Regions from separate parts of the Mus musculus genome. Here region 1 is linked to region 2. A link is a contact called in public Hi-C data. All regions are on one chromosome and are shown on one strand. Each heading gives the region's core, a stretch centred on a gene start, on an enhancer-like site or on the middle of the called end of the contact. The rest is flanking DNA. Distances are from core to core; before and after follow the strand shown.

What was found. A called contact is a pair of places that touch in the nucleus more often than the background predicts.
Region 1: a contact with region 2 is called in a Hi-C map of bone marrow-derived macrophages, with 12 read pairs. The contact joins two enhancer-like sites. A contact is called at or near these places in 1 of 484 Hi-C or Micro-C datasets (bone marrow-derived macrophages) and 4 of 115 datasets of contacts at active chromatin or transcription factors (bone marrow-derived macrophages, cardiomyocytes, large pre-B cells and 1 more).

What each region holds. Positions count from the first base shown.
Region 1 is chr13:102,715,430-102,720,420 of GRCm38.p6, reverse strand. No RefSeq gene overlaps it. Among named protein-coding and RNA genes, the nearest start is that of Cd180, 24 kb to the right of the region's middle. Within about 2 kb of position 3,235, at least 12 of the 459 cell types and tissues checked have an H3K27ac peak or open chromatin away from gene starts, as enhancers often do. A contact at or near this core is called in bone marrow-derived macrophages and microglia, where this site is marked.
Region 2 is chr13:101,734,716-101,739,670 of GRCm38.p6, reverse strand. All of the region lies in intron 2 of Pik3r1 (phosphoinositide-3-kinase regulatory subunit 1), which reads left to right. Among named protein-coding and RNA genes, the nearest start is that of Pik3r1, 31 kb to the left of the region's middle. Within about 2 kb of position 2,835, at least 65 of the 459 cell types and tissues checked have an H3K27ac peak or open chromatin away from gene starts, as enhancers often do. A contact at or near this core is called in bone marrow-derived macrophages and microglia, where this site is marked.

The sequences.
Region 1 (4,991 bases), core at 1,986-4,485, 980 kb before region 2:
AGAACCTGTAAAGACCATATCTAGTGGATAGGCACACACACCACACACCACACACCACACACCACACACACACCCGTTGAAGGACAGGGCCACCCACCCATCTCAAAAATATTAATCCAGAATTCCTCCTGTCAAATGAAATACAGAGACGAAGATTGGAGCAGAGACTGAAGGAAAGGCCATCCAGAGACTGCCCCACCTAGGGATCCATCCCAGCTACAGACACCAAACCCAGACACTATTGCTGATGACAAGAAGCACTTGCTGATAGGAGCCTGGTATAGCTGTCCCCTGAGAGGCTTTGCCAGAGCCTGACCAATACAGATACAGATGCACTCAGTCAAACATGGGACTGAGCATAGGGACCTCAGTGGAGAAGTTAGGGAAAGGATTGAAGGAGCTGAAGGGGTTTGCAATATCAACCAACTAGAAAGCCCAGTGCCAAGTACCCTTGTGTGTGTGTGTTGATGATCAATGGGGTTTCATAGAACTCCCTTGAAGATTATAGGCTGCTTTGGTTGCTTTTAGTTACCCTTCAGAACTTGATGGTAAGACCATGGTGTTGCATCACAGAACATAAAAAAATCAAGCTGATATAGACCAGGAAACTTCATGTCCACTCGTTAACTCTTATCAGGATAGAAGGTGCTGCACAGATTACAGGGAGAGAAAAATAGACAACAATCATACCCCACTGTGAACCTACTAAGCTATAATAACAATTTGCCAGGAAAGATATCCCATTGGTGTAATAGTGACATAAATGTAGAAATATTTGACTAATTTTCAGACTGGATTTAAGGCTTGTTCCACAAGATGGAAGTCATGTCTGATACCACTAGCTGGTTAAAAAAAAAATACCATTGTTGTCTAGGTCATAGGCCTTTGGAGTAAATCTAATACTATTTTGCTAAATGGGCAAAGTAATATATGCATCCTAAGTTCTTATCTTATATAAATTAATGCATGCTTCAACCCTCATCAGAGAAGCTTCTTTTAAATAATAATAATAATAATAATAATACAGAGACTGGTCAAACACAGAGAGTAAGAAATTCTGGAATTCTCATATCCAAATGATGCATCTGTATTGGACCTTCTTCCCTTGAGGATCAGAGACCAACTTGGAAGACAGGGTAGAAAGATTCTGAGAACCAAGGGCAGTGGTTTCTCCACAGCAAAACAGTACCTTTGCCTCCCATGGCAGGGCTATTGAACACATAAACTGTAGGCACAAGGCCTGTAGGAAAGACAATCCACACACAATTCCATCATGTAGCCAGGAGATGGCCTTGAGATCACAACTATCAGTGATTGATAGCAGCTAGGAAAGAGTGAATCAGTTTTCTTCAATGATCTATCCCCCTAGAGGCTACTCTCTATCTAAAAGATGTATTGATGCCTCTATACCCATGCACACATAGGCAACACTATGTGGACTCTGAGTTGTTGTTGGGGTTTTTTTTTTTTTTTTTTAAAGCACAGAGAGTTTAGAGGGAAAAGTGGGGGTAGTGGTGAGTAATTGGAATGAAGGGATAGCGGAGGAATTTGATTAAAACACATTACATTGCATGTATCCAATTTTCAAACTATAAATAAAAATTATAAAAATAATAGACCATGTGGCAAGCCAAAAATACATTGTAACATGTTTAACATTTGAAATAATGTCACACATCATTTCTGATTATTGAAGAATGAGACTAATATCAATAGCAAGAGAAAATTTTAAACATACACAAGGACACAGAGACCAAAGGAACAATGAGTTATTGAGGCAATGAGCAGGGATTTTAAAAAAAAATTTCTTCAAATCAATCATTAGTTGAAATACAACAGAAGAAATCAATAACCATTTATTAGCATTTTACTCTTAGTAAGACTCATTTGCGCCCAAAGCTTATAGAACAGTTGAAAATACTTGGTATCAGCATTTTTCAGATACACACCATTTGACAGTCTAGAAACATTTCCTCACAAAACAATTGTCTTTATGACTACAAAGAGACCTAAGAACCACTTTTCTCTACTATATGATACCAAGATGTTCCACCACCAGAGATCGTTCATTGTCATCCACTAAGCTGAGACCAGCACCATGCATATTAAATAAGGAGCAGAGGAATGAAATCTGTGAATTTAGTTCACCCATTCATCAGTAATTCATCAACATAACACAGAACTGTGAATGGACAACCCTCTTTCCTCTCAGCGCTTGAGGTAATTACTAATTTTTCATATTCTATTGCTTAAAGTGTATATAAACACATTTCTTCTATGACACTCTGTGACAGAGGAACTCTACTTATTCCATTTATCATCTTTTCCTGGTGCTACTAGAATGTGTTACATGGGCAGCCAGGTACCTGATAAATGAATAGGTTCTATTATTCAGTATTTTCCAGCTAGTCAAACATGTTACACATTTTTTTCCAATGAGAAAAGTAAATAGATGTCTTCTCTCTTCAAAACAGTTTCTCGTATTCTATTCCAGTCAATGGTAATTAGAACATGTCCTGAAGTCAGGCTGCAATTTATCTTGCCAGACTCTCTCCACAAACACACAATCAAATCAGAATTAATAAAAAGCCTGTTTTCGTTTTTAATATCTGAAAAAAAGTCATCTGACAGTTCATAAATTTCCCGCATGTAATTTGCTACAGCTAGACTCTTAAGACGTCAGGAGGATTCTGGAAACTAGGAAAAATTCCATCCATAAATTTCTATCTATCTCAGCCATCTGAGCACCAAAGCAAAAGCATTCCTAAGTTCTCCTGCAGTTAAAAGACAGAGCCTCCATTGCACTGTCTCTCAGACTTCCTAATGCTGCAACCCCTTAATACAGTTCCTCATGCTGTGGTGACCCCCAACAACAAAATTATTCCATTGCTACTTCAGAACTATAATTTTGTTACTATTATTAATCATACTATAAATATCTGGTATGCAGGGCATCTGATATAAGACCCTTGTGAACAAACAGGTCATTTGGTTCCTAAAAGGGTCTTCACCCACAGGTTGAGAACCACCACTCCAAAGGGCCTTGGTTCTTACAGTCCTCTGAAGATAACTTATCCCATGACAGAGAATGTCAATACGGGCTGACAGAACTTGTCAAAACAACCCCAAGCACCTAAGGGCCCTTTCATTATTTTAAAAGCCTCACTCAGTGTATATTTTCTTTGCCCTTTCCAATTTCCTCATCTTAGCAAGGGCTTGTGTCAAATCACCCTTCCCCTTTCTGGACTGATCTTCCTCATTATTGCCCTAAGGTTGTTGGCTGGAATCAAATTTCAGGCCTACAGACCAACATCTGCTGAGATTAACACATACAGAAAGCCCACTTAGTGTATTTGGTCAAAGGTACTCCAGGATACATCTTAGTTCTTTCCCTGGGAGAACATTCAGAAATGTAGTCTTTCCTTTCCTTCTAGGCACAGAAAAGGTGAATAGAAATGTTCTTTACAGAGATATATTTCCTTCACTAAAGATAGGACTAAAAGGATAACTAAACATTGGTAACTTTGCAAACCAGTCTGTGCTACCATTGCGGTCGATGCAGATCCTGTTAGCAGGAAGCACAGAAAAGCATGGTTCTGGCTGCCCTAAGATGTCTTACATCGTAAAGCAGCTTGAAGAATCCTACTGAACGGAGGGCGCAACTCTCCAAACAGCTCTCTTTGCCCTTTATTTAGCCATTGAAACGTTTCTATATGCAGCTGTGAATGAACCTAAGGGCTAGAAGGGTATGGCTCAGTGGTGGAGCTCTAAGTTAGCCCAAGGGAGGCCCTGATATCCACCCCTAACCATTAATTCTGTGATGTCTTTGATCCTTGTCTAAATTACCTTATACATACACGGTTCAACCTACATTAAAACTTCCTTGTTGTAGCCTCTATGTTTTAAAGATATTTTTAGAAAGCAAACATAGGAAATAGTAAAACACAACCAACACATGTATAAAGCAAGCAAATAAACACAACAACAAACCCATACCAAGAGTTCTTAGGTTATATGATTAGCCAGAATTCCAGACCCCAAACCATGAACTACCTAGCAGTCTTATTGTCTTCCTGTAGCACAAAGTGACGGTTAGCACTCACCCAGAAGGTCATGTCCTCTCTCACCACATCAATCAACCTAGGATAATTCCACAACCTAGCAATTTGACTTACCTAGGAAATTACCCCCTGCTTCTATGAGAGTGCTCCTCCTACCCACCATCCACTCTCGCCTCACCACCCTAGCATCTCCCTATGCTGGGGTATCAAGCCTTCACAGGACCAGGGGCCTTCCCTCCCTTTGATGCCAGACAAGGCCATCCTCTGGTACACATCCAGCTGGAGCCATGTGTACTCTTTGGTTGGTTTAGTCCCTGGGAGCTCTGGAAGGTCTGGTTGGTTGATATTGTTGTTCTTCCTATAAGGTTGCAAAACCCTTCGGCTCCTTCAGTCCTTGCCCTAACTTCTCCATTGGGGTCCCTGTGCTCAGTCCAAGGTTTGGCTGCGAGCATCTGCATTTGTATTGGTCAGCCTCTGCTCCACTCTCTGTCCCTGCATTTCCTTCAGACAGGAGCAATTCTGGGTTAATATTTTTGAGATGGGTGGGTAACCCCATCCCTCAACTGGAGGCTGTGCCTAATCACTGGATATGGTCTCTATAGGTTCTATCCCCCTTTGTTGGGTATTTTGGCTAAGGTCATCCCTGTTGGGTCCTGGGAACCTCTTGCTGTTTCAAGAGCCCAGTTCTCTGTGTAGTCAATGACATGTTGGTCCAGCATACTTGGGTGTGGAAAGAAGAAAGACCTGTTGGCCATGGTACAAGTTAGTACCTTACACAGCTCTACAAAAAGTCTATTAATTTGGTGAAACCAAGGTCTCTTAGAAATATCCATCCTCTTTCATTAAGCTTCACCAGCAGATGGCTATCTGTAGCCGGGAAGGTGAAGGATGAAGATGCTTGGAGGATCCACTGCAGGCAGGCTATAGCCA
Region 2 (4,955 bases), core at 1,586-4,085:
GCAAGATTTGTTCTGCTGCTGCGATCAGACATATAAAACTTTGCAAAGTTTTGTTGTTCATTTCCTGTTTAAGAAAAAAAAAATCACCCTGTCCTATGAACTCCCAGAAGATGAGAAGATTTTCCTCAGAGAAAATTCAGTTCTGGGAAGAGCCCTCCATAGAGGTCATAACCTACAAAATTCTTGAAGGGAAGTTTCAGTGAGAAGAGGGCAGGGACGGTTGGGAAGCTCTGAGTGCTGCAGTGGGTGACTGGTGTGTGAGCCCCTGCTTTCTTGAGCTGCAGCCTTCATGGGACGTGTAACACACATCTGCAGAAATTTTGGGGGAAATTAAAAAAAAGAAAAAGAAAAAGAAAGAACAACATGAAGTTGGGAGAAGTGTAGTGGAGGCGAGGAAAGAGTGGACTTTGATCAATGTATATGCAGGTATAACTATTAAATAAAATATTAAAAAATAGATTTCTGTTTCCAGCACAGGGCAGGAATAGCCTAGCTAAGTAGGAGTTTGCACCAGTAGTTGTATCTTTCCCAAATGACTGCTGGAGAAAATAAGTGTAAGCCATTGTCAACAGGTTGTGGAAGAGACTGGTTCAGCATGCTCGCTACCAAAAACTCGCCTTGCTGCGAGGCTGGCCCCAGCCCCAGCCTTCCACATAAAGCAGGTGCTGTTCGGATCAGAGGCTGATCATCCTTGGCACCCAGAGTGGACAGCCTGCCAATTGTTGCACAATCGAGTGGACCCAAGCGACAAAGGACTGCTTAATTGAAAGTGTATAAAATGGTTCCTTAGTTGAACCTTAGTGGGTCACACCCTTAATCCCAGCACTGGGGAGGCAGAGGCAAATGACTCTCTGAGTTTGAGGCCAGCCTGTTCTATAGAGTGAGTTCCAGGACAGCCAGGGTCACACAGAGAAAACTTGTCTCAACCTCCCTCTGCCGTCAAATAAAATGGTTTCTTAGGCTTCATGGACAATTGAGTAACCCCATAACCCCAGTTTCCTTTCTTTATGGTCACTACCTAATCCTCTGGGATCAAGCATAAAATATTCTGGTCTCTTACAGTGAAAAGATTAAACAGCTGAAGTTTAAATTAAATCATTAATTTGGAGTTTTCTGTGACTACATTCATTATATTCTCTGTTGGGATTACGTTCCTGTGGATTTGACAGATACATAAAAGTGACAATATGTGCTTATCAAGGGCAAATAAAAGTTCTGCACGCTGAAATCCTGAGTGGTGTTTTTAGTTTTCTGTTTATATTAAAACCTTTTAAAATTGAAATGATTTAACGAGGTTTTCTTTTTCTGGATACCTAGTAGAAGAAAAAATCAGAAGCATGAAGCAATTGAGTATATTTACGTGGAGACAGGCCTGAGTGATGGAAATTTTTTTTTTTTCTTTCAGTAGGATTTAGCAGAAAGCATGTGTCGAAAGTCTTACCTAAATGGGTCATAATTAAAGACGTTGGGGCTTATTTATTTTAATTAGAAATATTAAGCTACACTCAGTGGGCTTCATGGAAAAAATTTTTTTCTAATTGCATATTTTATTTTACGTCAAGTAATAAATTAAATTTTTGTGGGTACCAAAAAGACGTTTTAGCTTTAACCACAATCATAACTCATGCTAAATATATTAATGTTGTGTTGATTAGCTGGCTAACTGTTTCTGGAGAGTTAACTGGTGAGACCTATTGTTGTTGATGTTTTTCGTTTTCCAGTAATAGTGGCAGAGCAATCAGTGTCCTTTCTGGAGAAAGGTTCTCGTTTGAGTTGCTCTGATCAATACAGGTGACTAGAAGCAGAGGTAAAGAGCAGCGCTTACTTCTGCTGTGTTCTCTTTAAAACTCTGTCAGATGCTGTTGTTGCGTTGCCCCTCCCGTGGGTTTGACAGAGTTTCTGGGAAATCCACAGAGGCAACTCTCTCAGCCTCTTACGAAAAGGGGCAGAATGGAAGGGGGAACTCACTCACAGTTCCTGTCGGGATTAAACCGGGCATCCAAGTGGCGCGCCTCAGGTTGACTCTCAGACCTAGCTGCTGTCTCTGGGATGGAAGATCCCATCTCAACATCCTCCATGTATAGCACAGAACAATCCTTGTTACCCATCTCGTTTTCTCGCCAAAGAGAATCTGTAGAACAAAGCAATTTAGACTACTCAAGTACATTGGCCATTCCCAGTTGTCTTTGACAGTTCTTAATTAGAGTAAAAACGGACACAGTCAGCAGTAGGAACAGTTTTTCGGGACATTTGGGAATTTGTACAAATATACTTTAGAGGAAAAAAAAAAAAAAAGAAAGACAAACTGTTTGGCTTCTGCATCATTTATTATGTGTGCGCCCTTGAATCTGGTGTAAAGTGCCTGGGATGAAGATTGGTTTCTGCTATTGTACAGCCAAAGGGGTAGCCATTGCACTATGGTCTCAGTTACATGGTGAACTTGTAAATAAGTCAGGCATTAAAAACTTCCAGTGGCATCCTTGGCTGAGAGTCCGTCTTAGTCACTGTGAAGTATTTGCTGCATGACCTAAAGATGGTACCATAACATACATAGCCTTGGCTTTCTCATCTGTAAAATGGGATCGATGGCCAGGAATGAGCTGTGTGGGAGCTCTCTCAGACACACCTCCACTCCCAGAAGACCCCAGGACCTAAGGCTCATTGATGATAATTCTCAAAACAGAAAGGACACATTGAACACACACACACACACACACACACACACACACACACACTCAGTGTTTCTTAGACTTAAGTGATATGTTTGAACCTGACGAAAATGAAAGGAATTGAGATTGCCCGGCCACAGGAAATAGAGGCCAAGGGCCAAGTTAAACAGCTGAAACCACGCACAAAGCAGGAGATCATGGGAGATAGCAAACGCTTCGACGCTCTCTTTGTCGGTGTTTGAGGGAGAAATGACAGCAGAATTGTCATGTTTAGACCAGCTGCCTCTTCTACCTCACCTGAGAGTTCTCCTCCTCGTCCGTGGAAGGCAGACAGGACCAGCTGTGTTCTGTGGCAAAATGCGTTTTTCTCCACAGCTCGGTGCTTTCCCAGGCGCAGGCACCCTGGAACCTGGAATGGTTTCGTTTCTTAGCACAGAGTTTTCATTTAACATGGAACATTGTTGCTTGAATGATGCTCATTAGGAGTCTCTACTCATGTTTTCCTTTGCCTGCTTCAATAGTATCTAGTTCTGTTTTCTGTTTGTTTCTTGTTTTGTTTTCCAAGACTGTTCTTCTTTAGTCCTAGGAGACTAATACTTTACACACACACACACACACACACACCCAAGCTGACCTCTAAACTCATGATAATCCTCCTGCCTCAGCTTCTCTAGAGCTAGAATTATAAGTATAGGCAATCAGGCCCAACTGTTTGTGCCACTTAGGTATAAACCATTCCAGGGTCATGGATCTGTTAGGCAGAGTTTAGTTGACTCCATACTGTATCTTCAGAGGGCATAGTACTGGCAAAACCATACCCAGAGCTGCAGTTCACTTCTGCTTTGTCCATTTAGTGTGTCCATTTCCTCTTTGAGGAAAACCTTTGGTTTTTCAGAACTCCATTTTCCTTTACAAAGTCAGAGTTGCAATAGCAAAATAACTTAAAAATATTTTGTTTTCTTGCTCACTAATTCATTATGAAATAGCTCAATGCTTAAAAGGAAAAAAAGAAAAAATGTGCTGGGTCTTGGTGGGAGGGAGGACATGCCTGCCTGCCTGCTCTGAATCTGATTCTCCTGCCCAATAGAGGTTGCCATCTATTGGCCAAAGAGAGAAATAAAATGAAAAGTTCGGCCCACGCTCCAGGTGGTGCGATGGTCACGGAGAGGTTCTTTTGGTAAAGTTCTTGGCTAAAATATATGAAAATGCATGATTCTTTAGGAACCTTAAGCCCAGGATCATTGGCCGTAGCCGGTCTCTGTAAGTCATGATAGGTATTTAAGAAGTGGCTACATAGCTCTTTTAAATGCATATTTCTTGAGACCACCAGAATTCCATTTTAATGAAATATTAAATGGAGTTTTAATTAGACAAATTGATGGCTGATTTTGTAACTCTGTGGTTGGTTTGGGCTTTCTTTCATTCCAGCCTTTGGAATCTGGTATTTCCTGCCCAGCTGACATGAGACAGGCTCTGTAGAACGGGCAACTGGTGGCTCTTGGTGCTGGGATCTGGTTAATTTGACCATGTGCACTATTTAGAGGTTTAAGTAGTGGCATCTCTCCAGAGTTGTATAATGTCATAAGGTGCATTTGACAAAAAAAGGGAGGTGGTTCGTGGAAAATTCTCAAGCAACTGCAAACAGGGGAAAGAGTTCCTTTGGTCTTGGGTGGACACACACACATACTCACCCACTCCACACTCCACACACACACACACACACACACACACACACACACACACAAACACATAGGACAGCTTGAACTTAGAAAGCACCAGTATAACAATTTTTATTATTAATAACACATCATTTTAAATTGACTTCTCATCCCTAATATCTGAAAATAATCTTATAAATCCTGAAAGCTAAATTGTATATACATTAGTGCTTTACTTAATATGCCTCACCATGGTGTGTGTATGTGTGTGTGTGGTGTATGTGTGTGTGCGTGTGTGTGTGTGTGTGTGTGTGTGTGTGTGTGGTGTATGTGTGTGTGTATGTGTGTATGTATGTGTGTGTGTTGGGTAGTATCCTAACCAACTATGAATAAGGCTCACAGTCTAACCTTGTGGTTTTATTTCTTCCTTACCTGCCTGTTCATATTTGGAGTGTGAAGCTTTTTTAAATGCTGTGTACTACCCAAGTAATCATTTGATACCCTGGATTCAGGCATTTGACGTTCAGTTAATTAATTCCTGTGCCTTCCACTGTGAACTAAGAACGATGACAGCTAAAGAAGGAGGCGGTACAAGAGAAACCAGGAAACCCATATGTTATTTGCTTCC